2 separate regions of the Rattus norvegicus genome follow, and region 2 is linked to region 1. The links are chromatin contacts, called in public HiChIP or PLAC-seq maps. All regions are on one chromosome and are shown on one strand. Each heading gives the region's core, a stretch centred on a gene start, on an enhancer-like site or on the middle of the called end of the contact. The rest is flanking DNA. Distances are from core to core; before and after follow the strand shown. Region 1 holds the start of Atp5f1d (ATP synthase F1 subunit delta). Region 2 holds the start of Ptbp1 (polypyrimidine tract binding protein 1).

Region 1 (7,931 bases), core at 3,512-6,011:
CTGGACCAGGAAGTCAGTCCTTTGTCACTTGAGTGGCCTCCACCCGCAGCTTCCTGAAGATGACTGAGTGTGGCCGGACCCTCCATCACTGCCCTATCCTACCACCCCCTGTCCACTTATCCAGCCTCCTGCACTTATCGGGGCTGAGCACCCCTACCACCCTGGGTGCCCCTCCCAAGCCAGTTCCTTCCTAGGTCTCCCTCCTGCTCTGGCTGATCACTCTGGACAGGCATGCTGGGCCCCCAGCACACAGGCGTGCCCGACACTCCCAGTCTCCAAGGGTCATGGACAGGCCAGAGAACACTTGGTGGCCCAGACTTTGAGCAAGGGACGAGCAGGGGTTTGCTCAGGCAGTCCAAACTGAAGCTGTGGAGGGCAGAGGTCAGAGGTCAGAGGCAGGGTGGGCCTCCCATCGACCACAGGGAAGGGATGGCTGACACCATTCAGACGGAAAGCCGGTGTAATAAATGCAGGGTGCCCAGACTTCCTGCTTCCTGGCTCTTCTTCCTTTGTGGTCCTTTGTCCTTAGTGTGAAGCCCAAGACTCAGTGATCTGTCTAGGCCGTGCCCTCCAGGAAGGCCCAACCTCCGGGACCTCAGTCCCGCCCTACTGCCTGCTGTCCCAGGACACAGCCCAGCCAGGCTGTCCTGAGGTCAGGCAGCAAGGCTCACACTTCCGTGTAGGAGACCCTCCGTGTTTTGGTGGGAAGATATGAGGGATTCACACTACAAGGTATAACAGCCCAGCCTGGGCTGTTCTGAGGGCCTCCTGTTGACATCTATCCAGCCTGGCCACTCAGTCTGGTGACCTCAGTGACCTCTGGGGCCCACACACTGCTAAACTTGAGCAGGGCAAGGTGTGGACCTAGAATGACCGTCCTGTGACTAGCCTGGAATACCCCCAGGCTGCAAGTGTCAGAACGGAAGGGTTCTAGCACACTCATGCCTAGATCGGGCACACGGGGCCACAGCGAGTCACCCACACAGGGTCCTGATGCGGTGTGACAGGCCACCCAGGCCCCAGCCAGCCCGCTGGTCACTGTCCAGGTGTTCCAGATGATCCAGTGATGGCAGGCTCAGACTCACTCACCACCCTGGAAGGCCTCACCCCCACATTCCACACAGGCTCCTGACAGGGGGGACGGGAGGGCAAGCCAGCATCATACCTGGCCACCATGGGGGTGGGGATGGGGATGGGAGGGATGGTTGTACAAAGGGGTGGGTTGCCAAGGCCACCCCCTCCCAAGTCACCCCACCCCACCACCCCACCCAGGGCCAGCTAGGGGCCTAAGTGCCTAAGGAGGGCCTGGGAAGGTAGCCAGCCAGGCTAGGGCCACCCACGGGCTGGGTGTGCCTAGGGCAGGGCCTCTGTGGGAGCAGGTGGTTCCCGCCTCTTCCCAGAGCCTGAGGTGGGGCAGGGGGCCTCAGGGAGGGCCTAGTTGGGCCTGGTTGGTGGTCAGGGCACTTTGCCTGGCCTGCAGTTCTAGCCACACCCACTCTTTCATGCCCTGCCCTCAACCCTTGGCCATCCCACCCATTCTGGCAGGCAGCCCCACAACAGCCAGCCACTATGTATCCTACCCAGAGTCGCAGGGTGCCTCTGGGGACCCAGTCAGATGGGGGTGAGGAGAGGCTTGACTTTGTGCTACCCAGTTAGAGACAGAACACTCTGTTGGTTCCTGGTATTTAATGCAGATAGGCTGGGCCAGCTGACTGTCCGGGTGGCTTTGAGGGGCAATCAAGGCCAGCTCTCCAGAGGCATCCTGGGGATCCCAGACTCTGGAAGCCTGGGGAAGCCCTCCATGACCTGGCAGGCAGCACCAGGGAAGCTTTAAGCCAGTAACCGGAGCACTGCTGCCCCCTGGTGGCGACTTCAGCCCCCCAGGACCTGCCTCTGTTACCCTGTGGGTGACAGACAAAGTACGCCTACTCCAGGGCCTTCACCAGGGCTTCATTGGCCTCGATCCGGATTTGGATCTCAGCCCGTGCTGCCTCATCTGCTGCCCCTGACAGCTCTGACTGCGCCTTCTCCAGGTTTGCCCGGGCTGCCTGCAGAGGAATGGGCCGGTGTGAGGACCAGGCGGGACCAGCAGCAGAGCACCACACTTCCGCAAGCTGCCTCCCGGGTGTCAGGGGACTCCTGAGCAATCCGCCCTGCCCTGAGCCTCAGTTTCCCCGGCCATGGCTCACCCCGAGGTCCAGCATGTCCAGTGTCACGACTTCTTCAGCTAGTAATTGCACAGAGGAGTCCGCATTCACAGTGACGGAGCCGCTGCTCACTGTGGAGGAGAGAAGGTGTGAGCAGCCTCCAGGCAACAACTGCACAGCCTCTGCCTCCCAAGAGTGCTCAGGGTCACCAGTCCTCCGCCTCCCCAGTCTACTCACAGCCACCAGTCCAATGCCCACTCCAGGCCACTTATCCAGGGCGACCCTGCAGGGATCGCTGGGCCTGGTGCACGCCTGTCATCTAGCCCCTGGGGAGGCTGAGCAGGCTACCAGTTCAAAGCCATCCAGAACAGCAGAGAGTTCTTCCCAGGCGAGGTAGGCATTGTGTTTGCCTGGCATGCAGAAGACCCTGGGTTCAATCCCCAGCAAAGCAGAAAGTGGTTGTGCTGACATAAACCTGTCATCCCCACCACCCAGGAGGTGGAGGACCGGGAATTCAAAATCAGCCTGGGCTACAGGAGACCCTACTTTAAAGTCAGAAAGAAAACCAAGAAGGGGAAATTAAAGGGCCCCAGAGGCAGCCTATAGAGAGCATCCGCTGTGCAGTTAGGAGGATCAGAGACCCTGGGGAGCCATGAGGCCAAGGTGCTGTAATTCTAAGGGTAGGGAGAAGGGCGGGAGGATGTCTGTGGCTCACTGGCCAGCCTGGGTAGCTAAGGACATAGCAAATTCAGGTTCTGCCCCCGTCAAAGGAATAAAGAGCACAGCTTATAAAGAGGACACAACCAATGTCCTTCCTACATATGTGCACACCCTTCCCACCTTACCACCACGCCTACTCTGGCACTTGCCCAGACAGAACCAGACCGACTATGCGGGGGGCCTGGCTCAGGGATGGAGCCCTGGGCTGGAACCCCCCCAGTGATGGCTGCGGGCTGGATCCCCTGCCTGGAAAGCTTCTCAAGGCTCTGGGCTCCATGGATAGTACTGCTAAACAGTGAGATAGGAGAGAAGACAAGACACAGCCCTTCATCTGGAGAAGTGGGTCCTTCAGCCTGGCTCCTGTCCTACCCTGAAGGCAAGTTCCTCGACAGCACTTTCCCATCTCTTCCTTCCCAATGGAGGTGAGGGCAGCTGTTCGATCCCCTCTGTGCCCCACACAACCACATCTTCATGGACACCTATTTCCTTTGCTTTCTCCCTGCCCTTTGAGGACCCGAACCTCTAGACATCCTGGGCCACACTCACCAAAATACTTAGTTGTGGTGCCATCTTCCGCATGAACCACTACCAGCCCAGGCCGTAGGACCTGTAGTGTGGGGACATGGGATGCCAGGATGCCAAAGGCTCCAGTCAGCGTAGGCACATCCACTTGCCGGACATTGGCACCATCAAAGAACACCTGCAGAGAGTGTACCACACAGAGTTGGCATTGCCACCGTGCCATGGAGACTGGTCTTTCCTTCTGTACAGTGGGCACAGGGAGGATGAAATTCTGATGGGACGTAAAAGCTACCAAGAGCTGCCGTTAGACTCAGTTTGCCGTTAGACTCACCTGTGAAATGGGATGCCATGTCTAACAGAGGGTCTGAAAGAGGTGACTGAAATATATGGCAACCCAGTGCTGTACAAGCATGCCAATCTGGTGTCTGGGATAGGGTTTCTGGGAAACCCTAAGGTTGTCTCATGACTACTCAGGAAGTTGCTATGAGGGAGTCAAAAGTGTAAAACCAGCATAGGCTTACAAACAGCATGGTTATTAAGCTGTTAAAACCCTGGCTAAGGTCTGTACAATTAAGGGTATTAGGCCCAGGGGAAGCCAACATGACAAGGAACTTGGGTCAGTCCCAGGTGACCTTTCAAGATCTGGGTCCAGGCAATCCCCAAGAAGGGATCCAGGCCTGGGTACTGGTGACTCCTGCTTGGACAACATCTTGGGGACTCCCCCACGGACAGAAACTCTGATCCATGTAAACCCCAAAGGGATTAATCTGTGGTCCATTATGACACCATCCAAGCCTTGAGTAGAGCCTGGAGTTCATATGAATCTCGGGGACAACACCCAAGGATGGGGCCTGAGTGACCAAGGTGTGGAGCCTAGGACACCCCAAAAACAGCAGGACTTGTGGTCCAGGTGACACCAGTACATTAGTAAAATCTGGTTTCCAGGTATAGGTGATCCAACCCCCAGAGGGTGGAGCCTTAGGTCCAGGTGACGCCCTTAGGGGTGGGGTATGAAGTTTCAGTGAACACAGAGAGGTCGAGCCCTGGGTCCGGGTGACCCCATCCAGGGGCGAGGCCTGGGGAGGGGGTTCACGCGGCCCCATGGGGGTGAAACCTGAGACCCAATACAAGTGACCCTCTCCCACGGGTAAAGTCAGGGGCTTGACGACTCTGGGGGCTGTGAGTCGTACCTGCGTCGGGGAGGCGAAGGTGAAGGACATCTGTCCAGGCCCAGCGGCGGGGGCAGGTGAGGCGGCGGCCTGGGCGTACGTACGCGCCTGGAGCACCAGACGGCGCAGACCTGGGTGACGAAGCAATGCGGCGGGCAGCATGGTGGCGGAAACGTCAGTGGACTTTAGCTTAGCGGACAGCAGACACACAGGGATAGCGAGGCGGCCTTCAGGGAGGGCGAGGAGGACGACGCGCGGTGTCTTCTGGGAGGCGCAGTTCCCACAAGAACGCACGCGCGCACTGCGATGCTCCGAAGGCTGCGCGGTGCAGAACGCGCTGAGCATACTGGGAGGTATACTTTGCCTTAGCCACACCCCTTGCAGTGCTGCCTAGAAGTGGGACCCTCCTATGCCTCGTGAATCATTCTGGGAACTGTAGTTTTCTTCGCCTTCTAACAGCAAACGGTGCCCTGGGTCCATAGGACCGTGTTCTGCAAACGGACACCTTCCCTCCGGAGAGTACGTTTGAGCTGAAAAGATGCCGGTTTGATGTCAGGTCCCAACCATTGGAGAGAGGCACTTAGCGCGCATTCAGGCCCAAAAGAAGCAAACCTGTAACGTGTTGGGACAGAAGAATTAAAATGTAGATTACCAGTCAGGTGTGGTGACGCACTTTTGCAATCCGCATTCTGGAAATAGGTAAAAATCTATTTCCAAAAGTGCGCAGCCGAATACATTTTTAAAAAAATCAAATATTAGGGCTAGAGAGATGGCTCAGCGGTGAAGAGCACTGACTGCTCTTCCAAAGGTCCTGAGTTCAATTCCCAGCAACCGCATGGTGGCTAGGATCTGTAATAAGGTCCTGTGTGTCTGAAACAGCTACAATGTACTCATATAAATATAATAAATAAATCTTAAAAAAATCAAATATTAGCCAGGCGCTGTTAATCCCAACTCCCCGGAGGAAGACTCAAGCGGGGTTCCGTGAGTTTGTGATCAACCAGGTCTACATCTTGAGAAGCTGCTAAATAAGTAAATGAATAAATAGATAGATAATTAATTAATTAATTTACTCCATGATGCCGCACGCGGTGCGTGCTAGAGAGAGGTCGCACCAGGAGAGCAGCTCACGGAAGAGGTTACTGGGTGGCATGCACGCCGAAGCAGGCAGAGGGCGCGCGAAACCTGGAGATGTACTTGCTCTTCTCCGCAGTCCCCTCCCTGCGGGCCTCCGCCCCTGCCCGCCACTGACGCAGGAGCCCGTGCGCGGGCGGCCAAGGGGCCCCACTGACGCCAGTTGTGTCCGCGCAGCCTCGCTCTCGGCCATGACATCACCACCCTGCCCCCGCATTCACGCAGATTACAGCCTCCGCTCAGCTCTTGGTCCCCAGGTCCCACCACATAGGTTCACAAAAAATACGGGCATAGAGTTGGTGGGACAAGAAGCCATTAGCTTGACTTAAGGATGCATGTTGGATCTTAGAAGAGCAGCTGGCAGCTTTTGGTAGTGGTCAGTCTTGAACCAGAGCCTGGCGGATGCAAGAGTAATTCTTTTCGTCATTCTACAATCAACAGACTCTGGAGCTCAGGCCTGCTCATAAGCCAGCAGTCCTGGGCCTCAATCCGTCTCTGTGAGAGACACCTAGTTCTCAGTCTCTCTAATCTGGGCATTCTTACTTGCACAGTGGCATCTAGAAACTCCATTCCCTTCCCTACTCCAGCACACAGATGCACACGTACAAACACACACACACACACACACACACACACACACACACACACACTTGCGCGCGGGCCCCCGAGATCCCATATCTACAAAAATGTTCCATGAAGCAAGAACTCAAACCTAGATATATCATGCTCGTCCTGTCTTGAGTATTCTCCTCCAACTCCATGGCCACTGTGTCTTACCAGACAAGTCTTTTTAAAAACAAAAACAAAAAAAAAAAAAACCAAAAAAAAAAAAAACAAAAAAAAATTAAACCTAGGGTGCAGGAGAGATGGCTCAGCAGTTAATAACGAGCACTGTTCTTCCCATCGCCCATGCCGGACAGTTAACAGCTGCCAGTAGCTCCAGCTTCAGAAGAACTGACATCCTCCACTGGCCTTCAAAGTAAATCCACCCCCTCTCAACATGCGCGTGTGCACACAGTATTTAGTATTTGAAAAATCCAGGCCTGCAGTGCTGACAAATGCCTGAGCTTGAGGCCAACCTGGCGATCTAGCCTGGGCGGGTGGGCCAGCCTCAAGTACTGAGTCTATGTGTCAATCCCCTTCACTGAAAAAAAAAAAAATCAGTGTAAGCGACCCCACCTTCATGATGACACTTGTCTTGACTATGGCGAAGCCGGGAAGAAGGGCCTGGAAGCTTAGGCTCTTATAAAAGGACAGTCCCGGGGTTCGAACCCAAGCACCAACAGAAAGAGACCTGTCTGCAAGGGAAAGGGATATGGGTCATTCTGTAACAGACCTTTATGGATGCAAGTCAAAATGTTATTACATTCATTAGTTAGTGGGCAAGAGACAGCAAATCTGTGGGTGTCAAAGGATAACGTGGGAAGAAGCACTCTTCTTTTACTCTAGGGGACCGAGGGATGACACAAGGGTGCTTGGGCTTGGCCGCAGGCTCCCTTGCCCGCTCAGCCCTTTCACCAATTTCCTTGTTTGAGAAGGTCTCATGCGAATCAGGCTGTGAGGCTGACGTTGACCTTGCACTCCTGATCTACTTGATTTCGCCTTCCGAATGCGGGTGTGCACCATCACAACCAGTTCTGAAGGCAAGTTCTAAGTAGGTGTGGGACGGCACTGGCTATCTGGTGGATCCAGAAAAGAACAGAGAGCAGCACAGGAAAAACAGGCATGGTCGGGGTGTGGGAATGTATCTAGATCTCATGGTTTGTAGACCAAGAGGATCCGCAAACTGGAATTGCACATCTGGAGTGACAGGTGACAAAGTAGGTAGACCAGAGTCCCCAAGACCTGGGATACCCCTGTTAGGTTAGGGGCGTAAGGCGCCCCGCCCGCACCGAGTTCAGGGACGTTGCAGCACCAGGTAGGCTGAGTCGCGCAGGGGTGAGGGGGGCGGGGCTGCGCGCCCGCGGGAGGGGGCGCGGGAGCTCAGGCTCCGCCTCCCGCCCCCGCCGGAAGGGAAGGGGAGGCGGTGGCCATCACATCGCCAGCCAGACGCGGCGGCGAGAGCGGCGGGGGCGGTCAGGCTGCGGGACCGGGCGGTTACCGGGTACACAGAGCCAGGGGCCGGAGCGGGCGCATCGCCAACGCGATCACGTGCGCAGCCCCACCTCTCCTGCGTGCCTCCTCCGCGCGCTGCTCTCCCCATTCATAAATTCTCCGTCGGCTCCGCGGCCACCGAGCT
Region 2 (7,931 bases), core at 3,168-5,667, 290 kb after region 1:
AAGGAGGTTGGTAACTTTCCCAAAGGGCAGCCCCAGGGAGATGACCTCGCCCTCAGTGACATCACTAGGTAGCTTTCGGACATGGATGACTCTGGAAGGAACTCCTGTGCTCCTGTTATCACCTTTGAACTTCTTGCTATCATTTCCGTTGGCTGAAAAGGGATAGGTGTGCATTCGGGAGGCTGCATGTGAACCTCTTCCCCGCCTCTAGCCAGGTCCTCCACTCCACAACCCAGCTCGCCCTGCCCCTCCCTAGGCACAGGCACCCCCTGCTTGGGAAAGGCCATGTAGATGTGGCACCCAGAACACACACTCACTCACTCGCTCACTCACCTGCTGAGGCCGAGCTGCTCATGATGAAGGGGCCGTTGCTGACACACGTGGAGAAGAGCTCGTCGGATCCCCGCTGGGAAGAAAGCATGGACATCAATCAGCTCCAGGCTGACTCCTTCCCTGCATTCCCAACCACAGCCCCCACCCTCTGCACAATGCCTCAAGCCTGTGGCTTTAGTGTTCACTACCAGCCACTGTCACTTCACTACGGCCCTGTGCCAACAGCCATGTGGGAGGCCCTTCCTGGCGGGCTATCTGTCCAGAGTGCACAGCTGCTGGCCTGGCGGCACCTTCCTGGCAGAGCTGCTCCCAGCTTCCGAAGAAACAAAGCAGGCCCTGCTGTTGCCCCGGCCCTGGTGTCCTGGTCATCGTCCAGAAGGACAAGGGACTAGTACCATCCAGTGGTAGAGGCAGCTCACTGGGGAACTGACCCCATGGTAAGTACCCCTCCCCCCTGAAGCAATTTACTCAATTGTTTTGTTGAGCCAATCGTTTTGTTGAGCCAATCCCTGGAAACACAGGAGACTTAGGATCAGGATAAGAAAAGAGGCAGGACATGCCACCCAGAGCACGCCTTAGATCAGAGGCTTCCTGAGACAGCTCTCTAGCTATCCACTCCCGGGCAGCCAGACCGGGGAGCGAAACACCCACAGACTCAAAACCAGACCCATCCACTAATCAGCCCAACAGAGCCCATGCCCCACTGCCCATCCAACACTGTAGGGCACTGGCCTTAACCCCCCCACAATACCTGATGACTTAAGAAACAGGCACCCACTACGAACTGACAGGTCTAGAGACCACACAGCCAGCACCTACTCTCCCATTATTCACCCTAGGTGGAAAGGGGAAACTAAACCTAAGCCTCTCATGACCTACACCAACATGGAACTCCCTACCCAGTCCTGAGCAGTTTTGGGGAGGGGGGGGTGTCTCAGGAGCAAGGGCTGCTGAAGGGGGGTTGAACCTGCCCTGCCTGGTAGACCCTGACATGCTCAGAATCTCATGTCCATATCTTAAGCTACAGAAGTTACTTCCTGCTGTCCACCATTTACCCATGAGGTCCCTTGTGCTGACCTCAGTGGGAGGTGGCTTCCGTCTGGGCAGGGCAACAGGAGCAGTACTTCCTGTAGCTCTGATCCTGGCAGGCTGCCAGAGCCCTAACAGTCTCCCCATAGAGGCCTGGGAGCCCACGACAGTTAGAGGAAACTCCAGCCACCTGGGCCAACAGCCCCAAGCAGCTAGGCAGACAAAAGCATGTGATACCACAACACAGGGGGGCCCGGTCAGCACAGCTTTCCCAAATGCTCCCATGGAGATAGGCCCAATCTATTTGCCATCCCAGAGCAAGTAGCCCCGGCCCATGTATCCACCCAGAGCTCCCCGCTAACTTGCCCAGTGTGCCCTCAGTGGCTAGCTGGAATGAGTTCTGTGTAGACAAGAAGCCACCAGGCAGTCCAGGTCAGCAGCAGCTTTGCCCAGACATACCCTGTCACCTGCAGGCCTGGGCCTAAGTGGGGCTCCCTCCCTTCAGTGGTGAACACAGACTTATCTGAGGGAAGATCAGCAGGCAGGTGGAGACAGCGTCCACTCAGGAAAGAGTGAGACTAGTCCAGACAGCAGCCTGGTAGCAAATCAGCTGGCAGCAGCTGAGGTGGCCCTCAGGGCCTAACCTACAGGCCGCCTTTGAGGGGGAGAAACTCCAAACTACTTGCCACCTACTACAGCTTAGCACACAAGTCTAAATAGCCCACCTAACACAGCAAGACCAAGCCCGACACAAACACACCTCTGCTGGTCAAAAAAGACTCAGGACACCTGCACCCGTCTAGCTCTCGGCTCCACCCACAGTAGCAGTAGAACTGGAGGTAGGACTATTCTGTCTCCCCAGATATTCAAGGAGCTGAAGAGACTAGGGTTGAGAGTTGCTTGAATAGCAAAGACTCGACAGACAAGAAGACAGCACCAGATGGGTGGCAACTCAGTTTTCACCTTACATGCCACAGCCTTTCAAACCAAACCCAGAGGCAACACCAAAGTATGTGTCCCGAATTCACTGCTCAGATGAAGGCCACAGGGCGGGACAAGGCAAAACCAGTCAGAAAGAGGCCAGCAGAAAGACAGAACCACCAGACCCACAAATAAATGGGTCCTAGGCCCCTAAAACTTAAGACTCAGGAAGTTCTGTGTGATCTGTGCTGTCTTCCGCCTACCATCTTTGTAGACCCTGGACTGCACTAAGCAAGCCTTTCTCTGACTACAGGGGAGGCTGGGTACAATGCCAAGCTAGAGACACCTACCTTTGTACCGACTGCTATGTCTGGGACGATGCTGTGGAGAGAAAGAGAGACATGAGCACTGCAAGGCCAGTCCAGCTCGGAGAGGCAGGGGGAGTGAGCCACCCACTGAGTCTCAACTTGAAAGAGGGCCATTATTGTCCTTTGAGACCCTCCCCCCTTTCACACAGGACCCAGACCCTGCCTTTCAATGCGTTAAGAGGTCCAGTTTTTACAAAGCATACCAGTGATCTGGGCCAATAATACTCAACTCCTGAGTATCCTACAACGCTGGGAGCCTGAAATGTAGGTAAGGAGCACCCAAAGACAGTGCTTCCTGATGGGGGCTGGGAGCTCCAGGGCCAGGCTGCTGACGGCAGGCTAAGTGGCCTTGTTACCATTTACAAACCAACAGAGCTGCCCGGATACACCCCAGGTTACTGATCAACCCAAGCCCCTCGTGACTGCACACTGCCTTAACACCTAGCCTGCTTACAGGAGCAGCAAGCCGGCCATGAAGTGACTCTTAGAGGTCTGTCTGCCTAGTGAATCCTTTCACGAATGGTGGCTGGGTTGTGTACCCCTCTGCCTGATTTACTGTTTTCAAAGATTCTTTCTGGGACAATGTTTCTCTGCACAGCACTGCCTGTCTGTGCCAGGATTAAAGGTGTGCACCACCACACCCCGCTCAAAGATCCTGAGTAAGTTGCTAAAAGGCAGCAACTGGAGACTCCAGTCTGTCATCTCAGCACTCAGATGGCTGAGGCAGGGGGACTGCCATTGGTACTGAGCTTGAAGATAGGCCAAGCTACTTTTCAGAATTGAGTCTTAAAAAAGAAAAAGGGAAAGCTTACTAGGCCTGGTGACTGACTCAAAACACTAGGGAGGTTAGGGTGGAAGATTCAAGAATTCAAGGCCATTCCTTATCCAAAAACCTTAACTAAAAGTTTCAAGAAAAACGTCGGGGCCTGGTGACTCAGGCCTTTAAGTCCCACCAGTACGCAGGCAGACAGAAGTGGATTCAGGCCAGCCTACAATGAGATCCTGTCTCCAAAACAAACCGAAAACTACAAAAAGTTGCCGAGTAGAGAGGCATCTCCCGGAAGCATGTAGGAGATATGGATGCCAGGCCGGCGCCCACGCGGGAGAGCCAACTGAACCCCTCTATCCCACAGCTTCTCCGTCGGGGGGCTCTGGGGGCTTTCTCCGGACACCTCCCCGAGGCGGGAAGGGCGTGCGCGTTCAGCACAGGCCCACGCACGCACGCGCTACGGGACGCGCGCCCTACTGTGCGCGCGCACGCGGGGTTGCACGCGGAATGCGAAGGGACATTTCTTGGGCACTGGGCGAGCCGGCACCAATTAGGGTACGGGAGGCGGGAAGGATCACAGCGGCCAATCCGCCTCAAGTGAACGCGCCTCACCGGGGAAGCGCGCGTGCACGCTGAGGGCGGGGAAGGGGCTCCGGGCTACCCCGGATGAGCCGCGCGAGCACCGGAAGTGCGCTGGGCTAGAGGGTTGAGGGGAGACGAAGTATGGGTGCGGCCAACCTAAACCAGCCGGCTTCCTTGCGGGCCTCAGATATCAGGGGTTCCGAGCGCGCCACGCGGATTGAGGCCGCGCGCGCGCGTCGCAGCGGTTGGATGGGTCGGCGGGGGTAAAAAGCCCCCGCGGGCGCCAGCGATGGCTGGGGCACAGCGGAAAGCGAGCGGCGGGCTAGGGGTGCGGCAGTACTCACCCGTCCATGGCACACAGAGGAGACCCGCAGGGGACGGAGCGGAGGCGCAGGAATAGCAGAAACCGACCCAACGGCTCCGAGTTATAGACTCACAAGATGGCGGAGACGCCCGCACACGTCCCCCGCGCGCGATACTCATTGGCTCCCGCCGCAGTCTGTGGGCGTGGTCAACCCCGCCTGCCCCCGCCAAGGCCTTCTATTGGTCAAAATGTTACTCCAAGGGTGAAACTCAGACAGACACTAGTCGGCTATTGGACTGTACGGCCGTCAGTCAGGACGGAAGACGGAAACGGCCTGTGGGGGAGGGGGAGGGCGTGAATGAGTAGGGGCACGTGATAGCGTCTGAGCCAATGAGCAAGTCTTTATCCAACCCGTTGGACGCCATCTTGAGAGTGGGTACGTGGCGGGTCAGATTCAGAGAAGCGTGCTTTCGGCAGTCCACCTCCATATTGCAAGCGGGCAATAGAAGCCGTTGGCCTCCAACATGAGGGTAAAGCAGGTGCTTCGCCATCTTAGAACCGGGCAGAAAACCCAGTATTGCCCTAGCTTGCTTGCGGTCACGTGGCCAAAACTTGGACTTTCAGCCGAGTTTCTCCTGGACTAGATCGCAGCGAGATGGAGGCCACGTGCTTCACAGACGTAGTCGCGACTAGATTGTGAATCATCCTTTTCCGTCTTTTGTCTACCCACAGCAGCCAAGCTCCACCTATGTTGCAGAAATTGGGAAACCAAGGAAACGAGCCGCATTGTGGCTGGTTCTGCCTACACTTGGGGAAACGGAGGCTACAAAGTGTCCAGTTGCATGCCCTACAAATAAACCCAGGAGTCGCCCTCTTGTACCTTCACCCCAGGAGCCAGGATTCTGCCTTCCAGTCCTGGTGGTCGCAGATGGAGATAGGTTCTCCAAAGTCTAGTGCATGCTACAAAACAGAGATCCTTTGGTGGGGCTTGAATCTCAAAGGCGCAAACCATTCGGATTCTTGTCGGCCCGGTTATCTGCTAAAAAACAAAAAAGGCCAGGCGAGGGGGGAAAGTTTCTCCTCCGCCTTGCAAGGGAGGTGAGCCCAGCACCCGGCCTGGCCTCCCTTTTCTGTAGTCCAGGGCGCGCGGGAGGGGGGGAAGAGAGGCTGGCAGCTATGCTGGTTTCCTTGCAGACCTGGCCAGTGGCCCAACAGCCTTGGAGCCCCAACGCGGGCCTGGTGCCAGAGGATTCCAGCCTGGATTAGGGGCGGCTGCCGATTTCCACGGAGGCCGCGCTGGGAGTTAGGTCTTTCAGGCCCCAGCCAGCCGACAGAGCAGCTAGCTTGAAGGCCCAGAATCCCTAATCAGGACCGTCCCGCGGATTTAGAAAAAAAAAAAAACCCACAACAAGGCGTAGGATTTGAGCCCTCTGGGACTCCTATCAGGTCCTGGCTGGACCATTAAGGACAAGGTTGGCTGCCAGTTTTTGTTCTCTGGGAAGCTGGTGCCAAGCAGGGGCCCCACCCTCAGAAGCCAACCTGCATGGGTGGCTGCCAGTGAAGTTGGGAGACTGCTGATCTCCGAGCACAGGTCTGTCTGTCTGCATTAGCAGAGTTTGTTGAAAGCTACTTCAGAGACCCCCCCCCCGAACCTTTTTTATGGAAACAGGGTTTCTGCGTGTGGCCCTGGCCATGTATACTGGACTTCCTTTGTAGACCATGCCCGCCTTAAACACACAGATCTGCCTCCGGAGTTAATGGCCTGCCCCACCACGCCTGGATTCTCAGAACCCTTGAACGGTCTTGCTCACCTTCAACTCCTTATCTGTTTTCTGTTCAGAATACGTTCCAATACTCAGTGGGGAACGTTCTCTAACCCACCTGACTCTTTTCTAACCCTGCCTGGGACCTTTGCACCGCAGGCCTCTGGGGCAGGTTCCTCTCGAACTCCAGACTCCCTTTAACTTTCCTCAGGGTTGCTGAAACAGGCCGGAATTCAGCATCTCAAACCCCTACTGCAGGGACCTAGCCTTGAGGCTGGCCTCACAGAGCTCCACCCGCCTCTGCCTCCTGAGTGCTGGAATCAAAGTTGGGTGCCGCAGTGCCCAGCTAGGATTGTTTGGGGGTTTTGTTATTTATTTATTTATTTATTTATCTATTTTATTTATTTATTTATTATAAGTACACTGTCGCTGTCTTCAGACGCACCAGAAGAGGATATCAGATCTCATTACAGATGGTTGTGAGCCACCATGTGGCTGCTGGGAATTGAACTCAGGACCTCTGGAAGAGCAGTCAGTGCTCTTAACCACTGAGCCATCTCTCCAGCCTGGATTGTTTGTTTTGAGAGAAGTTCTCAACTCTGTGACCCAGATTGTCCTAGAATTCCTTCTCAGACTGACCTGAAGCATTCAGTGATCAATCGCCCTGTTTCAGCTCCTGAGTGATGGAATGACAGGCCTAGGCCTAGCCAGAGTGAGTTCAAGACCAGGTTAGGCAACTTAGAAGAGAGACCAGGGACAGGAGAAAGACACCTCTGCCTAGAAGCCCCAGTGAGGGCCTAGGGATGTGGCTCAAGGGTAGCATCTCTGCCTAGAATTCCCCAATGAGTTAGGAGTGTGGCTCGGGGTGGAACCCCTGCCTAGAATGCTTCAGTTGGCAGCTGGGGACATGGCTCAGCTGGAGACGCTGGCTTCCTTTCCCAATGCTCCCAGAGCGTTTTTTTTTTGTTTGTTTGTTTGTTTGTTTTTTTGTTTTTTTTTAAATGGATAAATGGTTGGTATTGCTGTTATGATGCAACCCCCACTGGACTGCCTCTAACACCACAGATGTGAGCCCTGCATCTGGAGCCCAGAAGTCTGAAACCAGGCTTTGCACAGGAAGGCCTTTTCTGCCTCTCCCACACTCTGGAGCTCCAAGTGTCCACAACTTGTGACAGAGTCCTGTGTGTGTTTCTGTCTTCACAACTGCCTCCTCCTAACACTGTCTTCTGCTAAGTCTGGCCTGGATAATTTCAGTTTCAGGACCCTGAACTGCACCTACAAAGAATAGGACTCAGTCCCTCTCCTGCCCAACTAGACCATTGTTTGCTGCTTCCACAGTCCTGGGCCACATTCCTGGGCTCTGGGGATCACAACCTGGAGGCCACCACTGGTCACGATAACCAATCTCGAGGTTGTGAATGGCTTTTAGTCCTGCAAACAAGCCAGGCTTAGGAAGCTTCCACCCCAGATGGCCAACAACTTAGGTGTCCTCCTCAAGGGGGCTGGCTTCTGGGGGAGCCATGGCTTAGTGGCTAGCCGTTTTACAGTCTCCCTGTCCCTATGCAGAACACCTGTTGGGGAAGATGTCCCAGGCTGATGTATTATTTAGTTCTCCCACATGGTTGGCCTGACTGTGTCTGAGCCTGCTCAGCGCCCACCCCAGCCTCGCCAGCTGCTATCTTCATGAATGATTGAGGCGAGGAGGGACAGCTCACCTGGCCTTTGTCTGAGAGGCACACTACACTACCTCGCTTGTTACCAGGGAAAGTGATACCCCCCTGTAGGAGGGGATGGAGGCTGGGGTGAGGGCCCAGAGCCAGAGCCAAGCGAAACTCTCGGAACAATACGAGGAAGGTAGAGAC

What was found. HiChIP or PLAC-seq counts read pairs in DNA pulled down with a chosen protein or histone mark.
Region 2: a contact with region 1 is called in an H3K27ac HiChIP or PLAC-seq map of oligodendrocytes, with 3 times the contacts expected there. The contact joins the promoter of Ptbp1 here to the promoter of Atp5f1d in region 1. A contact is called at or near these places in 1 of 12 Hi-C or Micro-C datasets (mammary epithelial cells) and 1 of 1 datasets of contacts at active chromatin or transcription factors (oligodendrocytes).

The regions. Positions count from the first base shown.
Region 1 is chr7:10,209,589-10,217,519 of GRCr8, forward strand. Atp5f1d (ATP synthase F1 subunit delta) reads right to left here and starts at 4,762. Exons shown (of 4, transcript NM_139106.2): 1 at 4,580-4,762; 2 at 3,414-3,567; 3 at 2,190-2,278; 4 at 1,676-2,048. The coding sequence starts at 4,720. The coding sequence ends at 1,926. It overlaps Cbarp (CACN subunit beta associated regulatory protein), which reads left to right and starts at 7,765. Exons shown (of 11, transcript NM_001388507.1): 1 at 7,765-7,931. It also overlaps a transcript of Midn not described here.
Region 2 is chr7:10,498,540-10,506,470 of GRCr8, forward strand. Ptbp1 (polypyrimidine tract binding protein 1) reads right to left here and starts at 4,418. Exons shown (of 14, transcript NM_001271057.1): 1 at 4,347-4,418; 2 at 2,634-2,664; 3 at 334-406; 4 at 1-152. The coding sequence starts at 4,354.